Regions from separate parts of the Mus musculus genome. Here region 1 is linked to region 2. A link is a contact called in public HiChIP or PLAC-seq data. All regions are on one chromosome and are shown on one strand. The core of a region is the stretch at or near the end of the contact, and the rest is flanking DNA. Distances in the headings are between cores, read along the strand shown. Region 1 has its middle 15 kb from the start of 1700113B09Rik. Region 2 overlaps Bicc1 (BicC family RNA binding protein 1).

Region 1 (6,874 bases), core at 15-2,514, 190 kb before region 2:
ACCCCTACCCCCCTGCAGCCTTTCATCATCTCTGCCTCAAGGGGAGCCCATCTCTTCCCCAGGAGGAAAGCAAACAGCAGATGTGTGTGATGACAGTGTGGTGTGTGTCCCCAAGCCATGCAGGGGACCTCTGATCTCTGTCTGGCCTTGTTTGCAAATAAATGCCTTTCTCCTAACAGCCTGGTGCTTCGGAGAGGCAGGAAGGGGACAGCCCAGGCACCTGGAAGCTAAAAGGCTTTGCTGGCTAAGCAGAATATTTAAGAAGTGGTTTCTGTTGACATCTCCAGCTTGCGGTGGTTTGAAACTGTGTCAAAGTGTTTGCAAATATTTAGAGGTTCTCAGAGAGCGTGGTGTTGGGGTAGAGACAGTTCTCACAAAAGGCACTGAAGCCACACTCAGGGCAGTTTTGAAGACCCATTTGGAAGCCGACTGGGTAGAGACTTAAAGAGAATTGTGTGCTGAAGGGGCCGTAGGCAAAGGGAGAGTTGATAAATGTGCTGCTGACCTCTGCCCTACTGTGGACAGAACCAAATTGTCCAAAGAGACCTGCTCTCGGCCGTCTTCCTTATAGGAAGATCTAAAAGCAGGCTCTAGTTTAACACAAATGATGATGAGGGAAAGAGAGAGACGGTGATGGAAGGCTAATCCAGGAGTAGCAGCTCCCAGTCTTACCCACTGGGCCAGACAGACAGACCCTCCATCCTGTGGAATCCCAGATGCAACACTGGGGACCTAACCAGGGAGGCAGGCAGGATACTTCAGCAGATCAGACTCCACAATTCTGATTGGTACATCGAGTCTCTAGATTGAAAACTGTCAACACAATGACTTCAGTTTGTTGGTTGGTAACAAGTCTGTCATTTCAAGACTCTGCTTGTTGACGGCCACTTGTTTCTTACTGGCTGAGTCCTGAAAAAAAACACAGATCTTACCCTCCAATCTCCAACCGTGGAGATGACGGGTGGGGTGGGGGCAGGGCTCAGGGCTTTGTCAAGACAAGCAAATGTGCAACAAATCAGATGCTTTCTAGTACGGCTTCCTGGGAAGCCATAGCCCACCAGAACCATGACATCATGAACCCCTCTAATTACAGAGGATAAATATCTTACAGCAGGAGAGCTAAGACAGTAACATTTGGGGCAAGTGTGACCCGAATGTCAACTGATCAGATGAGTTGTAATTTTGTCGACTAGTCTGGGAGGCTTTTCCTGGCATCGGGGGAGTTCTTAGTATCAGGTGGAGAAGCAGTTTGTTCCGCAAACACTAGAGGGCAGCAGAAGGCAGCATTTGACAAATCCAAGGGCTCAGGCTGATGACCAGCTCAAGTCCCTGGGGCTATACACATCTCTCTTCTTGCTCAGTTGCCTCTGTTTTTAAGCCAGGAGATACCTTTTCCTGTTCAGGTAATAGCCTACTCCCCACCCCCACCCCCAATTCCTCCAAAGATACAGGGAGCTGGCTGAGGTTCCTGGTGCCTTAGCTCTTCCTGCGCCTCCTGACATGTCTCCAGTACTTACAAGGGTCGGGAAACAGAGGTCCCAGATGTGATTGCAGTGTGGCTCCTCAGACAGGCCACGGAACATTTGGAAGGCACAGCGGTCTACGTGTGGAGGAAGTATGCTTTCCCTAGCTACTTAGTTGCTGGCTTCAAGGGTGACGAGGCACCGCGTGTGGGCAGGCAAGGGTTTTTCGTAGCAGCAGTGTGGCTTCGAAGGAGACAGCTTTGAAGGCAGCCTCGCTCCCTGACCGCTGTCAGTCCCAGGAACAGTTTTCTGACTCCACCATCTTGGTTATAGCAGGGCTGGCTGTCTGCACCGCAGAGGCCAGTTCCTAGCGCTTCTCTCTGCTTCCTGAGCGCGCGCATGCACACGCACACACACACACTCTCTCTCTCACACACACTCACACACACACACACACACACACACACACACACACACACACGAGCATGTGCGCTTTTCTGGCCTTCCTATTTTGTCTGGAGCCAGTCTCCTGCATTCCTTCAGTCTCTTCCTATTTAATTAAAGTGGGTTTTATCTCTGACACTGACCCCGAGTGATACAGCGGCTGAAGGTGAGCAACAGCTATAACCTGAATCCAGCACTGTCATCTGGGTCTCTGACTGAGTCCCATTAGGTGACTCAGAGGGCGTCCCACCGTGAAGCCACACTTCCTTCATGACCACTGTGACTTGTCCCTGCTTCCACAGGGAGTGACTGCCTCCCTCCCCCTCCCGCTAATGGCACAGGGATATGGTGGGTGACAGGGCCAACGCTGAAGGTCAAGCTTATAGCCCCAGCTCTTCTAACAAGCACCGACTTAGACATGGAGACAGCCTAGAGTGGGTTATCAGGAGCTGAGCCTGCTCACAGTCTAGCATGGCTTGCCTGGGGTCCACAGCGAGCCAGACAGGTTTGAGGGGAGCTGCTGATATCCTCATCTACCTCCCAGGGCTTCCTGTGTGTGAAGCCCAGCTGGCCTGGGTTCCCTGCTGTGGTTCTCAGACCAGCATTAGAAATATAGAACCTGGAGCTGCATAGATAGCTCAGTGGGTAAGAGAATTTACGCTTGCAGAAGGACTCAGCACACACATGAAGCGACTGAGAATAGCTGTGTGTGCTTATAAGCCCAGCACTGGGGGACAGAGATAGGAGGAAAGCTGGGGGCTTGCTGGATGCCAGAATAGTGGGAAAAACAAAGAGGTACGGGCTGTGTGTGTGTGTGTGTGTGTGTGTGTAGGTCATAGGACAACTTGTAACAACTTGCAGCATTCTCTCTCTGTATAGCATGTGGGGATCCAGGCTCAAACTCAGGTTAGACGCTTGGCACTAGTTGCCCTTATAGCTGGCCCATCTCACTGGCCCCCAAACTGGGGCTTAGATCTGAGACCTTTTGTGTCAGTTGAACCGTGGTGGAAGCAGATACATCTAAGTAGGAAATCGTGGGTGTTCCTAAAGAGCATGTGTTGGAAGACGAAGGAAAAAGAAAGGATGGTTGATCTTGTTACCTTGATGGCGATTAGAATCTCCATGGTAACAAACCTCTGGGCATGTCTGTGAGGGAGTTTCTAGATCGAGGTTAATCACACCTGTCAAGGCAGTAACTCCTGCTTTTGCCTGCTGGTCCTGGGTGAACCCTAGTTGATCCACAAGCCCCAGGGGTGATCCCATCTCTGCCTCCACAGTTTTGGGGTTATAGATGTGGGCTACAGTGCCCAGCATTTTTATCCATACTCACTTCTGTCTTCATACCGGTTGAACAAACCAAGTGATTTGAGATGCCGCCTTTAAGACCTGCAGTGATAGTCTGCTCCCGCAGACTGTCAGCCAGAATAAACCCTTCCTCCCTTGAGGGAGGTTTTGTCAGGTGACTGGAAAGTAACTGGAACTCACTCTGTAGACCAGGCTGGCCTCGAATTCAGAATTCCGCCTGCCTCTGCCTCCCAAGCTCTGGGGTTAAAGGCCGGCGCCACTGCACACTCATGCATGCTATTTCACCTGGGGCCAAAGGGGCGTGGCTTAAGGAGCCGAGTGGAATCCAGGGAAATGCCCGGTCACTCTCATTTGTGCGATGTAGTGCTCATCACTCACTGGGGTTTCTTTAGAAAGACGTGGCTTCAGTTTGAAAGCCATGATGGATCTGAAAGCCACCCCCCATCAGTCTCTGCTCAGCCTAAACTCCCTGCTCCCTCAAGAGCACCTATTGAGGAGTCAAAACCTCTGGAATCAGAATGCTGCAGTGGTCACAGAGGGCAAGGACAGAGAGGAAGACCCCTTGGTGGTCTCTCCTGATTCAGTCTCTGCCCCTCCTCCTCCAAGCGGGTCAACCACACACTGAAGGCAGTGACTCCTGCTTCAGCCTGCTCGTCCTGGGTGAACCCTGGCTGAGAGGCAAGCCCCAGGCATCCTCCTGACTTAACTTTGAGGGTTACAGGTGTGGGCTGCTGTGCCCAGCATCTTTATACACACTTTTGTCTTCATACCCAACAGAACTTAATGATTTAGGGTGCCATATTGAATGCATTTAACTTGTGATGCACGTGGACTTATTTTTGGATCTTTAAATTCTGTTTAAAGCCTGGTGGTTGGTCTCATCTTGTCTTCCACAAATGCTATGCTAACCCACTGTACAAGACTTGCAATTTTATTTTTTTTAATCTGATGGGGGGCATGTTTCCTCCCCAGTAGCACCAAGTCTTACTTGGCTCCTGGCTCTTTTGTCTTTCTTTTTCTGTGACTTTGAATAACTTTTCTTCCTTATGGGAAATCTTGGTGCCTTTGCTGAAATCACAAGAGATGGATAGACCAACTGGGGAGAAACTTGTGTTCTCATGACGTGAGCTTTCCATAGCTCAGGTTTAATAGTGGGCCTTTCACCTGTACTTTACAGCTCTCTTCATGGGACTTTCTATATTCCTTCCCCTTCCCCTTCCCCTTCTATTCAAGACGGGTTCCCACTATGTAGCTCTGGCTGTCCTAGAATTCACTATGTAGACAAGGCTATCCTACATTAATTCACCTGCCTCTGCCTCCAGAGTTTTCCATTTCTTGTTAAATGTTTGTCTTGAGGTATTTTTTTAAATTTATTTGATATGTAAGTATGCTGTAGCTGTCTTCAGACACCCCAGAAGAAGGCATCAGATTGCATTAGGGATGGTTGTGGGCCACCATGTGGTTTCTGGGATTTGAACTCAGGATCCATCATCTCTCCAGCACCTAACAATTCCTTAATTAGCAACTAAGAGGCCTACAGACTACAGCAGTGGCTCAGGACCAGTCTCAGCACTTTGGAAGGTGACTCAGCAGGATTGCCTAGTTCCAGACCAGCCTGCACTACACAGTGAATTCCAGAGTAGCCAGAGTAAGACTAAAATATCTCCATATGACATAATTCATGCTATATGTATAGAAAGGAACAGAAAGTGTTCTAGATAGAGGGAAGCCTTGTTTCCTCTGCCCACCCCCATTTTTCTTAAGAAAGCCAGGTGTGATCGGCGTACATCTTTGATCACAGCAAGCAGATCTGAGATTTTCTGTAGTTTTGAAGGACTGTAGCAAGGGCCAAGGAAGATAAAGAAATTCATCACTTCATGGTGTTCTTGCTTGCTTTGCTCAAGGTTAGGATTGAGGCCCAAACACAAATGCTCCCAAGGCCTGACTGAATGAGGTAGGCATCTCAGAAGACAGTGACTTAGTGTCAGCCAGCTGCTGTGAATCAGCAGGTACCTACATCCTGGGCACTGCCTTCATAACAGGATCCCACCGGACTGGGGACAGCAAGAGCCTCAAGATTTGTATTGTCCATTTTGTATAAAGACCATCCCAGCAACCAAGAAATGGACCTCCAAGAACACGGTTCCTGTCCTTGTCCCTGCCTAAGCACTCCAGCCTGCAAGTCTCTGCTGGGCCAGATTCCTACTGGAGCGTGGTTCCTACCAGAGAAGGCTGCCTAGCCAGAAATCATTAGGGGTTCACACAACTGCTGCTTGCAAAGCTGTCTGTCTGTAAGATGAAATTGAACGCAGCAGCTGCCACCTTGTCACAACCAGACTCTCAGCCTGTCTTGAGGTATTTTATGCTGGGTTTTTGGTTATTAATCAATTGGGTCTTCTCTTTCATGACACATTTTAACTGGCTCACATCTGTGAATGAGAAAACCATTTGTTATTTGGTTTTGTATTAAATTTACATTTTGTTGATTTATATATCTATTTATTTATTCATTTATTTTATTTTTTTGTTGACAATATGTGTAGGGCATGGGGAACCTTGTTACCAGACAGGCATAAGAACTTGTAAGGTTGAGTGAGCTTAGACCCTGCAATCTCAGAGCCTTGACATCCGCAGGAGTTCCCGCTGGGCCACTCCATAAGTACCTGCTCTGGACCGTGTAACCAGGACTCCCTACTATGGCACCCCATTGAGAGGACCACAGCAATCAGTCATGGAGACAAAACACCTGGAGTCATTCTCCATGCAAATAGAGCATCACTGACATCTCAAACTGAGCCAATAGGAAACACCTATCCCTAAATCCTATCCCACTCCTCACTGTCTACATGAGATAGAGTGCACAAGATACTTCACCGAGGGTCATCTGACTGAACTGTGACACTTGGGCAAGAGTTCTCTCTCCTGAAGTATTCATTGCTGGACTTGGGCCCTCCTGGCTGGCCAGGCTCACGACTCTGTCCCCTGCCTCAATAGCTGATGAGAGGCCAGGCTGGGTGGGAGCCACAAACCCAAAGTCAGGGTGTGTGGGTGGGTGGTGGTGGGCAGTAGAGGGTCTTCTGTGCCCACAGGTAAGAGCATCAGTGGCAACAGACTCAGCTTTCTCAAGTCACCATGTATGGTCCACGGACATGTTGGTGTAGCAGGTCTTCAACCCTGTATTTCTAATGCCAGGGATTGTACTGGGTCACTAAGTTAGACTTGGTGGAACTGTTCTCTTGGCTTTGTTCATATCTCCTCAGGAAAGGTCACACAGCAGCTGTTCCGACCAGCCTCTGTGGAGAGCAGACCCCATACGTGGCATGCAGAGTGTAAGAGGCACAGCATGTCTGGAAGGATATGCTGTGCCTCTTCACCTTCTAGTGGCTGAAATATGGGCATGGATATCCAATACAGATTTGTAGAATGTAGACATGAATAAAGGATTCATGGAAGGACACTGTAACTTACTGTGGATCTTCTATAAAGTGCGTTGCTTCAACTATTTACTGAGAACTTATTAGACACATTGTGGGGCTGGAGAGATGGCTCAGTGGCTAAGAGCACTGTCTACTCTTCCAGAGGTCCTGAGTTCAATTCCCAGCAACCGCATGGTGGTTCATAACCATCTGTATTGGGATCCGATGCTCCCTTCTGGCGTGTCT
Region 2 (6,515 bases), core at 3,513-6,012:
TACAATGTGAGGTTTATTCTTTGAGTTTTGGTTTGAGGAAGATGGAAATAAACAGCATTAAGGTTTTTAAGAACCTAGCTCTTAGGGGCTCCGGTGATGGCTCAGTTGGTAAATTGTCTGTCACTCAAGTCTGAGGATCTGAGTTCGAAGCCCCAGAACCCAAGTAGAAAGTTGACCATAGTGGCCAACATCTATAACTTAAGTGCCCATGATGGTAGAAAAGAGCATCCTTGGACTTTATTGGCCAAAAATTCTTCATACATCGATGGATTCCAGGCTCAATGAGAGATTCTGTCTTAAGAAATAAGGCAGAGGGACCAGCAAGTTAGCTTAGCAGGCAGAGGTGCTTGTGGCCAAATCTGAAGACCTGAGTTCAGTCCCAGGATACAGATGATAGAAGGAAAGACCTCCAGACACTCACCACAATGTGTCCACCACCCTCTGCATCCTATGCACACAAATAAAGGACATGAAAAGTAAAAGATCGAGATTGATACATGACATTTATTAGCTGCTAACCTTTGGCCTCCACATGCAAGTGGCATGTGCATGTGTGCACGGAGTCTACTTGAACTCACTTTCAGGTTCCCCCCCTTCGGTGCAGAGAACGGTCTTCTTCTTTTTGTCCAAGGTTTTTGTGGCTTGGCATCCTTCTGCATTCTGTAGCTTAGCAGACACGATGGTATTTATAGTTTTATTTCCATAAGGAAGCAAGAGGCGTTTTAGGCCATTTCCCAACTTTGAGGTCACTTTTCACCCGGCTGAGGACAGCACCCTCCTGGGAGAGAGGTGGTCAGAATTAGCCACTTAATCCAATTAGTCCATGGATGGATAGCGAACATTGTGGACAGAGTATTGACTTACATGTGAACCAAGGCTCACAGCAGGTTTCTGGGAAGTGACTTCCTGGTAATAACTAAACGACCTTAGGAAACACACGAGACCCTCTTATTAAGGAGAAGAAGGTGCCTCCACCCACTATAAAGCCACAAAATTTTCTTCCTAGTCCCATAATTTAAAAGGATACTTTTTTTCTTTTTTACTGTTTATAGAAGGTGAGGCAAAGTCAGCAGTTTGTTCTCTGGGCTTTGGTTGTATGGCACGTAGAAACGAGAACAGCAGAAGTCACAGAAACAAACAACCAACCACAGAAGAAAACCTAGAACCCTTTGTTTTTTTCTGGAAGTCATTTCAGAAATTGTCTTTTTTTTCTCCTGAGACTGAGATGGTTGTTTTCTTCTTGGGGGCTTCATATGGTGTCTTTTCTTTCCCTTCCCTATCTTCCTAACTTCACTTCTTCCAGCCCCGCTTTGGTCTGCTGCGGACCCAAGCATAGCTTTGCATAGCTTGCTGCATGAACATCCTTTGAGCTGTTTCTTGTGCTGGAATCAGCTCCATCTCTATGGCTCTTCTGTACACTGTGCTTAAAGAGATTGGGCCCCTTCACCCTCCCCCTCCTGAACCCCTTCACCCTCCCCCTCCTGAACCCCTTCACCCTCCACCTCCTCCTAGCTGTCCCGATTCCAACTTGACTGGGATACACCTGCCCTGCATCCTTGACGAGGCTGACAAGTTATCCAATTAACTGATAAGCTCTTGAGGAAAACTTCTGACTCTGGAAGCAAAATAATTTGTTTCATCCTGCTCTAGCTTCTTACCTGGTCATGAGTTATTAATAGCGAAGTGACAGTCCATCACATGAGCCTCTACGTCTTGGTCTGTGCCACGTCTTCAAGTCTGTTTGGGGCTTATCCATACATGCAGATGGTAGGAGACCTGATCCTTCCTCACAACACAAGTTGAGACTCAAAGCCCCTCTGGTGACGACGGATGCTCTCCCACGTGTCCTTTTGAATCTCCCCTAAGCACTCCTCCTGTGTTACAGACTGTGTCTGCGCCCTTTCTCAGGTAGCTGGTTCCATAGAGCCATCAGCATCAGTAAGCATTTACTGAATCAGGATTCCATCCATCTTCTCAAGTCCTTGTGACTGCTCAAGCAGTAGATGCTACAAACAATTTACATAGAGGGTGAAGGAGAGTAACTTGCCCCGCATGATGTAGTTGAACTTGGCTGAGAAAGAGACCTCACTCCAGGTAGGGAACTAGGTCAGGGCGTTTGCCTAAACATACCTGGTACGTACTGTGCACTTGGACAGTGAGCACAATTTCTATCTTTCGGACTGTGAACTTGTAAACAGGGAAGGTAAGAAAACACTTGCTTGCCATCAGAATAAGAGAGAAGTCAAGTATAGTAATGAGTCAGGGTGATTCTAACTGGGTGGCAGGAGGATGGAAAGAATCCTTGAGCAGGTGATGGGTTCAGTGTGAGAAGGAGCCGGGACTGGAACATTTTGGAAGAGAGACCAGTAGATTCCTACGTCCTTGAAGTGGTGAGCCAGGGAGGGGGCATCATCTACTGGGCAGCTGGTATAGAGGCAGTTGAAAAGGATAGTATTTTTTTTATTAATTCATTTATTTTTTGAAAAGGTTTGTTGTGATTATACTTAGGAATATATGTACATATGTAGCCATATATAGACATTACAACAGTTAATGAAAAAAAGAGGCCATGAATTTTTTATTAGATATTTTCTTTATTTACATTTCAAATGTTAACCCTTTTCCTGGTTTCCCCTGCAAAAACTACCCTATCCCTCCCTCCTCCCCCTGCTCACCTACCCACCCACTCCCGATTCCTAGTCCTGGCATTCCCCTATACTAGGGCATAGAGCCTTTTCAGGACCAAGAGCCTCTCACTGATGCCTGATAAGGCCATCCTCTGCTACATATGCAACTGAAGCCATGGGTCCCTCCATGTGTATTCTTCTGTTGGTGGTTTAGTCCCTTGGAGCTCTTGGGGTACTGGTTGGTTCATATTGTTGTTCCTCTTATGTGGCAGAGCCTCTCAGGAGAAAGCTATATCAGGCTCCTGTCAGCAAGCACTTGTTGGCATCCACAATAGTGTCTCAGTTTGTGACTGTATATAGGATGGATCTCCAGGTGGGGCAGTCTCTGGATGAGGCCGTGAATTTTGAAGAGAACCAGGAGACATATATGGGAGGTTGGGAGAGAAGAAAGAGAAGGGGAGAAATGATGTAATTATATCATAATCTCAAAACCAAAAAGAAATGGTTTTTAAAAAGACAAAACATTTGCTTTTCTGTTAGGTGTCTATATGCGCACCTTCTTTGAGCAGTGGCCATAGAGGGCATCAGATCCCCTACAAATGGAGTTACAGATGGCTGTGTGCAGCCATGTGTGTGCAGGCAACAGAACTCAGGCCCTCAGTGGGAACTGCAAGTACTCTTAACCACTGAGCCATTCTTTCTTTCTAATTTTATTTTTTAAAAAAATAAAGTACTCCTAGGGAGAGAGAGAGAGAGAGAGAGAGAGAGAGAGAGAGAGAGAGAGAGTGTTAAGCTTGCTTGCTACACTCTGTAATCTCAGAGAGAGAGAGAGAGAGAGAGAGAGAGAGAGAGAGAGAGAGAGAGTGAGAGTGTTAGGCTTGCTTGCTACACTCTGTAATCCCAGAAGTTGGGAGGCTGAGGCGTGAAGACTGGAGATTTGAGGCCAGTGTAGGTGAGATCTTGTCTCAAAACAATAAACAAAAAAACAGAAACAACCCTCCGAAAACCAAAAATAACCACCGTCCCCCAAACAAACCCACTTACACCAAAACAATATCAAAACCCCAAACCAATAACATAGTTAACCAAATGAATGCTGATGTCAACTCAGTTAATTAGCAAAGGTGAAACAGGCAGGAACCAGGACTTAGAGGGTGAGGGTGAGAGCACCCACTTTTCTTCTGGATCAGATTCGTATATAAACCAAGCAAAGACGGTGGGGGCTTGGTTTTTGTTTTCTGGCTTTCAAGTAGAAATATTTTCCAAGAAAAACAGCAGTGTGGACACTGGGCCAAGTGACCAGTAAGCACTACAAACAAGTCAGGGGCAGCATACAAGTGACGTTTGACCTCAGCATCAGGGACACAGTTGGGCTCAGGAGCATCTGAGGGCCCACTGGCCCAGTGCACAGCAGGCAACTGTTGCCTGTGCCAGCCAAATGCTGTCATGAATTCCTTGTGCCGAATCCACCAACTTTTCTGGAAAATCAGAGATCAGAATGGCTATGCCAGGTTCTTGGATCTTCAAATGTTGGCCCTACCCCTAACACTTTGGACAGCAGACAGAACCCATGGGTAGGCTGCCAGCTTGAGACATCTGCTGAGAGCTGTCGGGTGCTTGAGTGAAAGAGACCTGCGTCAACCATTTACTCTCATGTCTGGTACACAAGCTGGAGAAGGAAATTAGTGTTAGTTGTGTTCTTAGTGCGTTCAGTTGTCATCGCCATTGATTTGTTTAATTAACTCTAAATCCATATTAGTAAATACGTCTCATCTTGCTCTGCCTGGTCTTTCTGCTTTGGGTCTTGCTCTGAGTAATTCTTGACTGTCGGGTGCTGATAGACCTATAAGTGACTTGCTGTTAGTTTGTTGCATTTTCTGTTCCTGTTAGCCTGCGCAGAGTTAGTTTTCTATTCGTGTTCCCAAGTGAACAGCCCTGTGGAATTGGCAAGCTAGAAAGACTATTTTGTCTTGGGAGTCTCTGATTCCTTTCCGATTACTTGTTGGCTTCGCTCATGCTGTCGTCTGTGGCTTCTGCCTCGTCATTGCCACCTCCACTTTCGATGCCTGCTGCCTGTCCTTTCTCACGTTATGTGCTAGGCTCCCTTCTGCTGGTATTATCTGCATATATGAATGGGTGGAGCGATAGCATAAACACTATCTTGGCCCACAGGAAGGCTGACGGGAAATGGAGCAGTATGAAGGGATGCTGTGTTTAGAAGCATTTCAACAGTTTTAATGAAATACAAATGGAGAGAGAGTGGGAGGAGGAGATGTTTCATTTTGGGGGATGGGAGGAAATCTTCATTTAGTATGGCTTAACTCATCGTTTCTGTATTACAAGAGTCACATCTAGTATGTAGATGATGGTCTCGGGTGAATTTTATTCAGTGCAAGCATCTCTGATGGTCCTGGCAACAAGCTGGGTTAATTACTTGTCCATGTACTTTGAGGTCTTGTTTCTGTTAAGATTCTGGATTCACGGAGAGAACAACACAGACTTGGATGCTCTCAGTAGATTAAGGGCTTAGGAAAACACACCCCCTCTTCTCCCTCGAGCTTTCAAAAAGATGTTTGCATTGTTTTAAGCTGAGATCATCTTGTTGTATCAACACAAAGCCAGAAACATGAAAATAAGAATTTTTTTTTTGAACGTGTGAAAATCTTATCTGTAAATACAAGTTCTTAATTGAGTCAATATTTTTCTCTTGATCCCTGACTCAGATCATGGAGGAGACAAACACGCAGATTGCATGGCCGTCCAAACTGAAGATCGGGGCTAAATCCAAGAAAGGTAAATTTGGGACGGGGAGTAGGTATGTTTGAAAAACGAGCTTCCGGGGTTGCTGGAGCTCAGTTCTGTTCACGTTTGGCCTCAAGTGCTTGTCAAATAGCCGTATTTGGGGAGGATTTTCATGATTAAAATAAATAGGTGGCTTTGTGGCAGCAGAAAAAAAAATGCTTAAAAAAATAGTATTAAAATAGAAATGTTACCATAACGGGCTTCACAGTAACCTGTGATCTGAAGGGTATCTGTCAGATCAGCAGCCATGAAGAATGGCAGTTCTACATGGGGGTCGTAGCCTGTGTGTTTCCCTTGTGTAGACTTTAAGGTGGTTTTTTGTTTTGTTTTGTTTTTGGTTGTTGTTCTTTTTTTATTCTTTGTTTTGTTTTTTGTTTATTTTGGTTTTTTTTTGTTTTGTCATGGCCTATATTTATGAGCTGCTATATACTGTGCCCTTCTTCCACATGAATGAGCCGTAACTTCCTCCTTTCTCAAATGAATTTTTTTCCATCTACATGACAGTATTGCATGAACTGCATTTTAGATCAGACATTTCCCTGCCTTATGTATAGAGCTGCCTACCCGTAGATGGTCAGAGATGGGAGGGAACACTGTCTTATTTGTTTTTTCTAGGATTCTATGGTATTCTCTAATGTGACTTTCCAGTACGTGTTTTAAGAAATGTATTATATATACTTATATATTAATATTTATTATTATATTTATATAGATATAAATATAGGTATGTGAATATAATATATAGGAATATAATATATACTATATGTATACATAGTACATATGTAAATATATGTATTTTTTCAAATATACTATAGTTTCAGGAATCCTGCTTGTCTATATTTAACGAAGAATACAAATTTGTATAGCTATCAGGAGAATAATACGAATGCCACCAAACAGTTCTACATATAGCATTCATGCAAGCTGAGCTGTGTCCTGTGGTCTGCCCTTTGTCTTGTCATCTTGCTGCTGCTCAGTTTGTCGTCTTGTTCCACCTTCTGTGACTATATTGCCAAGTGGCATTTTAACACGGCATGGGGTCTCGGTTGCCTTTCGTGTTTTAGTCTAGATTTCCTTCAGTCTCAC

What was found. HiChIP or PLAC-seq counts read pairs in DNA pulled down with a chosen protein or histone mark.
Region 1: a contact with region 2 is called in an H3K27ac HiChIP or PLAC-seq map of heart atrium, with 6 times the contacts expected there. The contact joins two enhancer-like sites. A contact is called at or near these places in 5 of 484 Hi-C or Micro-C datasets (the C2C12 cell line, large pre-B cells, muscle stem cells and 2 more) and 3 of 115 datasets of contacts at active chromatin or transcription factors (fibro-adipogenic progenitors, heart atrium and neural progenitor cells).

Annotation. Positions count from the first base shown.
Region 1 is chr10:71,212,836-71,219,709 of GRCm38.p6, reverse strand. No RefSeq gene overlaps it. Among named protein-coding and RNA genes, the nearest start is that of 1700113B09Rik, 15 kb to the right of the region's middle. Within about 2 kb of position 1,264, at least 37 of the 459 cell types and tissues checked have an H3K27ac peak or open chromatin away from gene starts, as enhancers often do. A contact at or near this core is called in heart atrium, where this site is marked.
Region 2 is chr10:71,026,803-71,033,317 of GRCm38.p6, reverse strand. It overlaps Bicc1 (BicC family RNA binding protein 1), which reads left to right. Exons shown (of 21, transcript NM_031397.3): 3 at 5,351-5,420. Among named protein-coding and RNA genes, the nearest start is that of Bicc1, 130 kb to the left of the region's middle. Within about 2 kb of position 4,762, at least 37 of the 459 cell types and tissues checked have an H3K27ac peak or open chromatin away from gene starts, as enhancers often do. A contact at or near this core is called in heart atrium, where this site is marked.